Regions from separate parts of the Oryctolagus cuniculus genome. Here region 2 is linked to region 1. Evidence: chromatin contacts called from public Hi-C data. All regions are on one chromosome and are shown on one strand. Each heading gives the region's core, a stretch centred on a gene start, on an enhancer-like site or on the middle of the called end of the contact. The rest is flanking DNA. Distances are from core to core; before and after follow the strand shown.

Evidence for each region. A called contact is a pair of places that touch in the nucleus more often than the background predicts.
Region 2: a contact with region 1 is called in a Hi-C map of skin fibroblasts, with 2.2 times the contacts expected there. The contact joins the enhancer-like site here to the promoter of SCG3 in region 1. A contact is called at or near these places in 2 of 6 Hi-C or Micro-C datasets (embryonic fibroblasts and skin fibroblasts).

The regions. Positions count from the first base shown.
Region 1 is chr12:74,378,867-74,384,600 of mOryCun1.1, reverse strand. SCG3 (secretogranin III) reads right to left here and starts at 3,119. Exons shown (of 12, transcript XM_002717780.5): 1 at 2,729-3,119; 2 at 2,071-2,123; 3 at 1,538-1,583; 4 at 1,231-1,446. The coding sequence starts at 2,819.
Region 2 is chr12:74,478,399-74,484,132 of mOryCun1.1, reverse strand. TMOD2 (tropomodulin 2) reads right to left here. Exons shown (of 10, transcript XM_002717767.5): 2 at 1,577-1,770. The coding sequence starts at 1,702. Among named protein-coding and RNA genes, the nearest start is that of TMOD2, 16 kb to the right of the region's middle. Within about 2 kb of position 2,127, at least 1 of the 8 cell types and tissues checked has an H3K27ac peak or open chromatin away from gene starts, as enhancers often do.

The sequences.
Region 1 (5,734 bases), core at 1,870-4,369:
ACTGCCACATGAAGAATGGGCTGGAGAGGGGCAGAGTGGTTGCTGAAAGATCTGTAGAAGATTTTGTTGCAGTTCAAGTGATACATATTTGGAGACTGGACAATGGAAGTTATTGGGGGTGGAGGGGAAAATTGAGAGATACATAGGAAGTAAAATGAATAAAATTTGGTAGATTGGAATTTGAGAGGTGAGGGAAAGGATGAAGTTAGATTTCTGTCTTGAAAAACTGGATAGATGAGCCGGCGCCGTGGCTCAATAGGCTAATCCTCCACCTTGCAGCGCCGGCACACCGGGTTCTAGTCCCGGTTGGGGCGCCGGATTCTGTCCCGGTTGCCCCTCTTCCAGGCCAGCTCTCTGCTATGGCCAGGGAGTGCAGTGGAGGATGGCCCAGGTGCTTGGGCCCTGCACCCCATGGGAGACCAGGAAAAGCACCTGGCTCCTGGCTCCTGCCAGGATCAGCGCGGTGCGCCGGCTGCAGCGGCGGCCATTGGAGGGTGAACCAGCGGCAAAGGAAGACCTTTCTCTCTCTGTCTCTCTCTCTCACTGTCCACTCTGCCTGTCAAAAAAAAAAAAAAAAAAAAAAAACTGGATAGATAGTAATGCCTTTCCTATGGAAAGAGTACTGTAAGAGAGCTAAGTTGTGAAGTGGACAGAGACCATGAATTTAATCTTGGACATGTTAAGTATGAGGTGCTTCTGAGACTTCCAAAGGAAGATATTAAGTAGGTAGAAAGATAAATAGGTCTGTAGCTCAGAGAAATCCGGGCTAGTGATATGGGACATCAGGACATAGATGGAAACTGAAGTCACAGAAAAGTCAGGACAACCTAAAAGGAAAAGGATATGACCAGGAGAATATTGAAAAGCAAATAATAGATATTTCGTCTTTAGGGGGTATTTTATTGATCTAATCATTTGAGAGTTAGAAATTTTTGTACTAATTATTAAAATATATTTAAATGTTAAAATGCATCCAATAAGACAAACTATAAGTAGCAGGTTAAAACTTTTTTTTCAAAACATCAGTAAAGCAACCTTTAAAGGGAAAATAACATTTGGGACTCTGTAAAGCTGGGGCTTTGCTCATTAAATTCAGGCTTTATTTCAGTTTTGGAAATGGACAAAAAAAGACTGAATGTGCAGAGATATTTTTTAAACACAGGACTCTCTCTTAACCATTAATGGAAAATTAGAGAAAATAGGTAGAAAATTTCTTTATCTCTCACTTACCTTGAAATTTCTGATCCAATCCACTCTTGGTAGAATCATAATCATCAATCAGTCTTCGATTCTTGGTTGAATCAACATCTTCCACATTCAGTTTATTATCAAATGGGGAGCTTCTTATGGGTTGTCTTTCCTTCTCATTTTTTTCCTTTTCTGTTATTGCTTTTAGTAGGTTCAAGTTATCCACAAAAGAATAATTGCTTTCACCTGGCTTGTTCTCTGGAAGAGCCCCAAGCACAACACAGCCCTTTTAGATAAGATTCTCACAGCTTACATTGTTTAAATTAATATCAATATGACTTCTTTTTACCTGGAAGGTTTGCTTTTTTAATCTTGTCTGCTTCTGCTTCAGCAATCTGTGAAACAAACAGGACCTGGTTTTAAGTCATTGTTCCACCATTTACCAAGTATGAGAACCAAACGTTTTCATCTCTGTGGAATTTTATCTCTCTTTTTTGTAAAAAATAGATCATTCCTGTTTCAAAGCTTTGTTAAAAAGGATTAAATGAGATAAAGATCAGAGCTCTATAAACGTGAATTTCTTTCTTCTATAATATTGGTGAACAATGACTCTCTGGAAAATTAAGCAGTCTTACAATAGAGTGGATATGGTGTTGAGCTTTTTGAGTTATTGATCAGCTCTATATTTTATACAGTACTTGGTATACATAACGGTTAGGGCACAGAATTACCAAAACTAGATTTGCCACTCTAATTTCTGCCAATTTACTATTAAGCTGCTGAGTCCATAAATTCCAATTGCTTAAAATACTACAGTATAATTACATTAAATAATAACTAAAGCAAAATAAAATGGCATTTATAGTTTTGCTTTTGACCTACCTGTTCATTCAAAGGTCTTTCTGCACTTAGTTCTCTATTATGTAAAGATTTATCTAGAATAAACACACACAAATATAAATTTAATACTGCACTGGACAAAACGTCTCTTAGAAAATCTTCAAAAGAAAAGAAAAAATATTAGGAAAGTATTTTTATGAGACAAAGTATATATTAACAAAGATGATCAAGATTATACAATACCAATGATTATCAATGTCGCCTTGCTTTTCGTATTTTCCTGACTTAACAGAATCTAACAGACAGTTCTAACACTTGGCTTACCAGTTCTTCTCAACTATAGGGAGAACATAATTTGGCGTGATGTTATTGGCACAGTAGGTGTTCTTACATCATCTGCTGCACATATTATGAATAGAATATCTAAAAAAGATGGTAAGACAACTAGAAGAAAAATCCAAGCCGCTTTAGGTGGAAAAACTCTTTAAAAACTGAGATTTTATAAACAATCCACGTTATCATTCGATCATTTGAAAAGTGAGGGGGAAAAAATCCGTCTTCTGCCTCTAAATTCAAATCGATTTCTCTGTCAATATGCACGGCTATGATTTGACCAGAAAACGAGGCAAGGAGATTTACAACCAAGCTCTCCCTTCCGCGGCGAAATAACGGGTGGCTGGGAAGAAAAGTGTCCGCCTACCTTGGCCGCCTCCCGGTTTGGGGAAAGCCTCAATCGGGCTGCTGTGGAGCACCAACACCAGAATCCAAGTGCCGGTCCAAAAGAACCCCATTCTCTCACGCTCAGCTTCAGAAACCGCCTGGCGCCAGGCTCCGCGAGCTGTAGCTTTTGTTATGAATGAAAAGGAGGAGTAAAAAACAGGAAGAAGCAGAAGGGCGGGTGCGGGGAGGAAGAGTGACGGCCAATGGAGCTCGGCGCCGCTGCGGAGGGCCGCGGGCGCGCGCCAGCCCTGCCAGCAGGTGGAAGGCGAGCGCTGTCCGCCCCGCGGGTGCTGAAGTTCCTGTGACGCGCAGCCAGCCGCGCGGCTGCTAGGGCACAGCTCTACCTTCGCTGGGCCCTGGAGAGGAAGTGAGGAGGGGAGCGCATGCTCCATGCAAGCCAGAGGCGGGACGGGATGGCGTCAGCGACTGCTCTGCTACTCCGATACCCGGGGAAGAGACGGGGGAGGAGCGACGGGTCGGGAGCGTGTTCTCCTGCCGCAGTCCTGGGGGTGCTCCTGCACCCGGGGTCCGCCGCGTTGCCGTAAACCTGACTTCGTTGTCGTAACCTACCAATTGACCTTTACCGCAGGGTCCGAATGTCTTCTCGGCCCGTACACCTGTTCGGGAGAGTTAGTTAACCTTGTGCAAAGAGTTCTGCTTTGGGATTCTTCTGCTATATTTGCTCCGGAATCCCTTCTTTCCACTCCACCTCCTGTACTCAAAAGGTAGACATGTTCCCGTTATCCTTGGAAAGGCCCTGCCTTTTGTGATTTGTGTTGATATACCAAGCACCTCTTGATGCTCTCGCAGACGTCGCAGCTCTTAGGAGTTATTTGAATTGGGAAATTCAAGGAACATTTTTTCCAGAGTCAAATTGCTGCAACACACTCTCCCTCTCCTCATGCTGAAACAGAACAAAAAATCGTTGCCTGTTCCCGTAACCGTGAGTATTCTCATCAGTCCTGTGTAGATGACCAGCAAGGGCTGGTTTCATTCTAAGCTTATCCTTTCCCCCACAAAGTGAAAAACTCTCCCTTCACACACACACGCGCTGCACTTCAGTAACATTCTTCCCCAGGATTCAATTATGCCTGAGGACCAGGCTCTTCCAGGGGTCGTTCAAGAGAGGGCAGAGTGATGAAAAGCATTTTTTCATCATAACTAAATCTAGGAGATGCTTCTTATATTCTAAGCATTTTCCCGGAAGTCTAAGGTTATTGCAGACAAAGAGCCATCAAAAGATTTTTAAGTGATGAATACAAAAAACACTAATGTGAGCAGGATGCTGAGTGAACTCTGGTTTTCAAACAGAGCTTGGACCCTTTCCCCTGGACTGCGGCATGCCGGGAACTACTCTGAATAATGACCGAAGAGAAGGGTTCAGCACAATCAGTCCTTTGATTTCTACACCCCTCCTTTTCAAGGAGCAAGTGAGTTATTCAAGTACCTAAAAACAAACAAACAACCAAGCTGACAAACACAGCTCCCTCATTTTGGAGGTTTTGGGGTTTGGAAGTCACTCAAATACTTCCTTTAAGAATCTAAGAGTACTTCTAACAGCTACTTCAAAACGAGTGGCTCTTTCTTGGCAGTGGTAGCATAACTTTATTATCCCAGTAAACTGCATTTAAAAAAATTAAGTCATCTTTTAAAAGCCCAGCTGAATGAAGGATACATTTCCTTGGATTCCTCTTTAAAACAGAGAGGGCAGGCTCTGTTTATACCGTGCTATTACGGTGGAGATCAAAAGAGTACTTGTTTTAAACAAGTCATTTTGATGCCAAGTGTATTCTGACGTAGCCTAAAAAACAAAGTCACGAAATTTGTACAGCCTTAAAGAAATATTTCCCAATATTATATAAAATAGCCACCCACTGATCCCAAGATTCATTCTCACTGACATAATCCCTCAGCCTCATCTGATCCGTTGTCCCATTCTGGACTCCTCTCCTCATTATATGTTTGTAGTTGGGAGAAGCTCAGGGTGGGGAATGAAGGTATGGGATGGCTATTGAATATACTGAATTGCCTGCCTAAGAGAAAAAAGGTATCTTAACTTTCTCTGCCATTCGGTCTCAAAGTGATTGTGCTAAATAATGCTAGATCTAGGAACATATTATGGGGATTATGGAGCACCAGTAAACTGTAAGCCATGAATTAGTTGACGTTCTTAAGTTTTATGGATGATCCGAGTAGACTTGCTTATAGGTGGAATGGAGTGATCTGAGATTTTTTTGTATACACATTCATTTAGCAGATGTTTATTGAGCACTTGGAATGCACCAAGAATTGACATTGTTGCTGGATTCAAAGATAAAACACTTTATAGCTTCATGGAGAAAAAAAAGACTGTGAAGCCGGCGCCGCGGCTCACTAGGCTAATCCTCCGCCTAGCGGCGCCGGCACACCGGGTTCTAGTCCCAGTCGGGGCGCCGGATTCTTTCCTGGTTGCCCCTCTTCCAGGCCAGCTCTCTGCTGTGGCCAGGGAGTGCAGTGGAGGATGGCCCAGGTGCTTGGGCCCTGCACCCCATGGGAGACCAGGATAAGCACCTGGCTCCTGGCTTCGGATCAGCGCAGTGCGCTGGCCGCAGTGCGCCAGCCGCGGTGGTCATTGGAGGGTGAACCAAAGGCAAAAGGAAGACCTTTCCCTCTGTCTCTCTCTCACACTATCCACTCTACCTGTCCAAAAAAAAAAAAAGGACTGTGATTATAGTAGCAACAACTATTGAGTTTCATGTGCAATGCACTGTCCTCATTTGCATATAAATGAACAAATAAACACGAGCGCGTTATTGGTTCCTTTTGTACGTGCAAAGTTCAGGTGGAGTACAAATAATGGAATGGAAAGATTTCAAAAAGATGATGGCTCTTTTGTTAATAGCAAGATTAGAAAGCTTTGTTAATGGGTACTAAGTTGCAGTTAGATGGGATAAAGAAGTTCTGGTGTTTTATTTCACAATGATAGTCTATTGATAATGATAATTTA
Region 2 (5,734 bases), core at 878-3,377, 100 kb before region 1:
GCTTCTCCTGGTCTCCCATGGGGTGCAGGGCCCAAGTACTTTGGGCCATCCTCCACTGCACTCCCTGGCCACAGCAGAGAGCTGGCCTGGAAGAGGGGTAACCGGGACAGAATCCGGCGCCCCGACCGGGACTAGAACCCGGTGTGCTGGTGCCGCAAGGTGGAGGATTAGCCTAGTGAGCCGCGGCGCCGGCCTGGTATTCCTTTCTTAAGTTAAAAGCAAAACCAAACCAAGGGGCCAACACTGTGGCATAGAAGGTTAGGCTTCTGCCTGCAGTGCTGGCATCCCATATGGGCACCTGCAAGTCCTGGCTGCTCCACTTTTGATCCAGTTCCCTGCTACTGCACCTGGGAAAGCAGTGGAAGATGGCCCATGTACTTGTGACTCTGAAACTATATGGGAGACCTGGAGGAGGCTCCTGGCTCCTGGCTTTGGTCTGACCCAGTCCTGGCTGTTGCATCCATTTGGTGTGAACTAATAGATAGATGGGTGATCTCTATCTCTCCCTCTCTCTGTATTTCTGCCTTTCAAATAAATAAATCTTAAAAAAGAATACCAAACTAGAACACTCCTCTTTCTTGAAGTGAATACAACATCCAAGTATTTAGCATATCAGAGTAAAATATAAATAATTTTATTTTAGTTATTTTATTTACAGTAAAATCACTATTTTGGATGTCTACAATTCCAAGTTTAAGATTAACATCATCAAGGTTGGCACTGTGGCACAGCGGGTAAAGCTGCCACATGCAACTCTGGCATCCCATATTAGTGCTGGTTCATGTCTCGGCTGCTCCACTTTTGATCTAGCTCTCTGCTAATGGCCTGGGAAAGCTTAGCAGAAATGGGCCAAGAGTTTGGGGAGACCCAGACGAGGCTCCTGGTTTCAGCTTGGCCCAGCGCTAGCTGTTGCAGCCATTTGGGGAGTGAACCAGTGGATAGAAGATTCTCTCTCTCTGAAACTCTTTCAACTAAATAAATAAACAAAGCTTTTTTAAAAAAAGAAAAGATTACTATTATAAGGGCTGAAGAAAGGGCATGCTCAACAAATCAGTGGTATAGCTTTTCAAAAGCGCATACAAATATTAGAAGCCCCACTTATATTCACTTGATGCTATGACTATGGTCATTCTTCTATCCTTTATTGTAGGATAGATTTTGAATTATGGATGCATTTGGAAGTCTGCATTTGGGGGTAAAGAGCTGGTTTAAACCTATCTCTGACGTCTGGCCTGGGATCTTATGTGTACTACGGCTCCAGTCTCTCTCCTCATTTATAAGGAGGGGATGAGGGTGCTCACCTCAAGGGCGTCTGCACCCAGCACTCATGACTCACAGCACTCCGGTGCCTCCTCTTCCCTTCTTTTCCCCTGAGTTTGAAGTCCGACTAGCCCGTCCTCAGAAAGTGGCTTTGCGGTCACTTGCGCATTTGGAAAAGTCAGTGACTCAGACCCAATTAGGAGGACACAGAATTTGCACTTGGAGCTAAAGGATTTCCACTGTTGCTGAAGGACCAGGGCCTGCCATTGATCCCACGCTCTCATTAACCGCTCTGCTCTGGTTCCGTGTCACTCACCTCGGGATCTAGGTCATCGAGAACATTTTCCAACTGTTTCAGCTCCTCCTCTGAGAGTTTGCCAAGCAGCTCATCTTCATCGATGTTCTTGTATTTCTCCAGCTCTTTCTGAAAGGGCAGGGCCATGGCTTCCGGACGCCCTTCTCATGGGCCGTGCACGTGTCAGCGGGCCAGCTCCCTGAGACCTCAGAACACTGCCAAGAAAAAAGAAACACTGGCATCTTCCTTCTGTGACCGGGACAGCATGCTGTCAGTGAAATCACTTAACCGCAAGGTAGGATTATTGCCGTTTTCACAGCAACGTGACAGCTTTCATATGTGCATGTCACGTCACTCGTTTCGATCGTTACAACCACCCTGTGAGGAAGCCTGGGCAAGTGTTATCACTCCTGTCAGCAGATGACGATGCCGAGATGAAGGTGGCTGGCGGCCACAGGGCTGGGAGGTCCCCAGTGGAGTGAGTGCTTCCCCATCACTTTACTCTGCCTCCCCCAGCTTTCTGTAGACAAACACTGGAGAACAAGGCACTCATTGAAAGTCAGTTGTAAGAAGCACGCTTGTGCCCTTTCAGGGAGAGAGTGATGTGAAGAATGCAAAATGCGATCCATTCAGGAGAGAGCGAGTTTGGAGTGTGTGTGAGAAAGCATTGTCCAGTGCTTCCCCTGCCTTTAAACTAAGAAAGATTCTCAATCCTGGCCACGCCACCCCTTGTTCTACTTCTCTTTCCTTCATCTTCCGTTCTATCTCTATTTCTATTCCCATTCTACATTTTAAATTATTTATTTATTTGAGAGGCAGAGAGACAGGGAGAGAACTTCATCTGCTAGTTCACTTCCCAAATAACCCTAACAGCTGGGGCTGGGCCAGGCTAGTCCAATCTGGGCCTCCCATGTGGGTGAGAAGGACCTATATAAGCCATCACCTGCTGCTTCCCGGGGCGCTATTCTGTGGGATGCTAGGATCCGGAGAGGAGCTGGGGCTTGAACCCAGGTACTCTGACACGCGATGTCAGTGTCCCAAGTGGCATCTTCACTCCTACACTGAATGTCTGCCCCCATCTCTTGTTGTTTCATTTGCTATCCTCCCTACTTCTTTTCCCTTACCCCTTAGGTCATTTTCACTTCAACTCCCTCTTTTTTATACCACCTCACTCTTAAACTTTCACTCAAAGGGAAGTTTTTACTCAATACCTTCCTCCCTGCAGAGGATTTTACAGATCGTCACTAGAAAGACAATACTGCATTCAGGAAAACAGTAATGTGCCTGAGTGACTGTCCTCTTAGGAAATATTAACATCGGTCAGATCTTTCACGGCAATCAACCGTCTGCTCTACACCCACTTTCCAGGCATAGTTCTAGAAAACAGGAACACAAGGATAAACAAGACATGGCCCCTTCTCCCAAGGAGACACAGTTAACTGTGACAGACTCACAAACAGCAGGTAAGTGCTAGAGGTAAGTTACAATGTTGGCTTAAAACACATGAGCGGGCCGGCATTTGGTGCAGCAGTCTTAAGATGCTGGAATCCTATGTCAGAGAGCCTGGCTCAGGTCCCAGCTACTCTGTTTCTGATCCAGCTTCCTGCTAATGTGCGCCCTGGGATAGTGCAGGTAATAACCTAAGTACTTGGGTTCCTGCCACCCACATAGGAGTCCCAGGTTGAGTTCTGGGCTCCTGGCTTCAGCCTGGAATGCTGTAGGCATTTGGGGCACTGATCAGCAAATGGGAGATCCCAGCACCCCTAACTCCTCTACCATTCAAGCAAAATTTTTTTAAAGATTTTATTTAATTGAAAGAGTTACAGAGAGAGGTAGAAACGGAGAGAGGTCTTCCATCCGCTGGTTCACTCCTCAGATGGCCGCAACGGCCGGAGTTGCACTGATCCGAAGCCAGGAGCCAGGAACTTCTTCCAGGTCTCCCATGTGGGTGCAGGGGCCCAAGGACTTGGGCCATCTTCCACCGCTTTCCCAGTCCATAGCAGAGAGCTGGATCAGAAGAGGAGCAGCTGGGACTTGAACCAACGCCCATATAGGATGCTGGCATTGCAGGCCAGGGTGTTAACCATCTACGCCACAGTGCCGGCCCCATCAAATAAATTTTTGTTAATGGGAAATCAAACCACATGATGGACTCATTACTAGATAAAGTTGGGGGAGGGGGGTTGAAGGAAACTGTGAGAAAGAGGTTGTGTCTGAGCCTTGAAGGAAGCAGTCATGAGGTGGACATGAGTGTACAGGGGCCATTCTAGAAGAACAGCATGAATGGAGGTATGAAAGTACATGACATTGGCGTGTGGCTGGAGGAGAGGGCCCATGGGGAGGGAGAGGAAAGAACCAAGACAAAGATGGGGCATGGGTGCAGAATGGGAATTCATTCTGTTGGGCCTGCAAAGTCACCACAACTTGTAAATGGGAGATGTTTTGTGTAAGGCACGCAGACGGAAAGACCGAACACTGAGCAGTGAGGGGAGAGACAGGCTGCAGGTGGGCCGTGCAGGGACAGAGAATGTCACTCCCATCCCTTAGTAATCCAAGTACTCAGAATGGTCAGGCTGTGGCTTCCTAGTTAGTTTAGTCTCTTCACATGCAATGCAATTCTTTCTCATTCATAAGCCCTCCTTTTAAATTTCAGTTGCTGTATTCCAATAGAAACCAAACAAGCACAAGTCCTACTAACATCAGGGGAGCACATATCATGTTCTGGCCCCAGCTACCACTAATTATTGTGTGACACTGGACAAGGATCTCATCAACCCAGCACTTAACCATCAAATGAACAAGGTGAAATACCAGCATTAATGGTGTCTAAGGTGACTGCATTGAACATTCTGAAACTGAGATGTGGCTTACAATCCAGCAACAAGGCAAGATGCATTTGCCAGTGCCTGGATACACATAAACATTAGGAGCATCGTCTTTAAAATTCACAGAATAGGTGCTGGCAAGCTACAAGGAAACCTCAGGGCCAACAGCTGGATGCGCTTTTTTTTTTTCCGTAAGATTTATTTATTTATTTGAAAGTCAGAGTTACCGAGAAGGAGAGGCAGAAGTGGAGGCAGAGAGAGAGAGAGAGAGAGGGAGAGAGACTCAATCTTCCATCTACTGGTTCACTCTTCAAATGGCTGCAAAAGCCAGGCCAGAGCTAGGAGCCAAGAGCTTCTTCCAGGTCTCCCACATGAATACAGGGGCCCAAACACTTGGGCCATCCTTTGCTGCTTTCCCATGTGCATTAACAGGGAGCTGGATTGGAAGAGGAGCAGCCAGGACTTGAACTGGTACCCATTTGGGAAGCTGGTGCTGCAGGTGACAGCTTTATCTGCTATGCCACAGCACTGGCCCCTGAATGCTCTTTCTAAGCCCAGGAAGAAAACCACTGTGGGGAGGTGGCGATGCAGGTGTGAGGAGCAGCACTCCCAAAGGAAGGTCCACAACAGAGTAGTTCCACATAATTTCAGAGTAGGCTGAGGTGCCCACAACCAACGGCTTTCAGCTCTTTTCAAGATTGTTATACCAATCAACCCAAATTTTTATTTTAACTCAATTAACCCTTAGTGGCACAGGGGATATACTTAGTGGGGGACAAAACAGATATTGTCTATGAGTCAAAAAGTGACTTAAGGCCGGCGCCGCGGCTCACTAGGCTAATCCTCCGCCTTGCGGCACCGGCACACCGGGTTCTAGTCCCGGTCGGGGCGCCGGATTCTGTCCCGGTTGCCCCTCTTCCAGGCCAGCCCTCTGCTGTGGCCAGGGAGTGCAGTGGAGGATGGCCCAAGTGCTTGGGCCCTGCACCCCATGGGAGACCAGGAAAAGCACCTGGCTCCTGGCTCCTGGCTCCTGCCATCGGATCAGTGCGGTGCGCCGGCCGCAGCGCGCCGGCCGCGGCGGCCATTGGAGGGTGAACCAATGGCAAAGGAAGACCTTTCTCTCTGTCTCTCTCTCTCACTGTCCACTCTGCCTGTCAAAAAAAAAAAAAAAAAAAAGTGACTTAAAAAATTGGGCTACTGGGGCTGGCACAGTGGTGCAGCTGGTAAAGCCACTGCCTATGACACTATCATCACATAAAGGCACCAGCTCGAGACCCAGCTGCTCTACTTCCAATCCAGCTCCCTGTTAATGTGCCTGGGAAAGCAGCAGAGGATGCCTCAAGTCCTTGGGCCC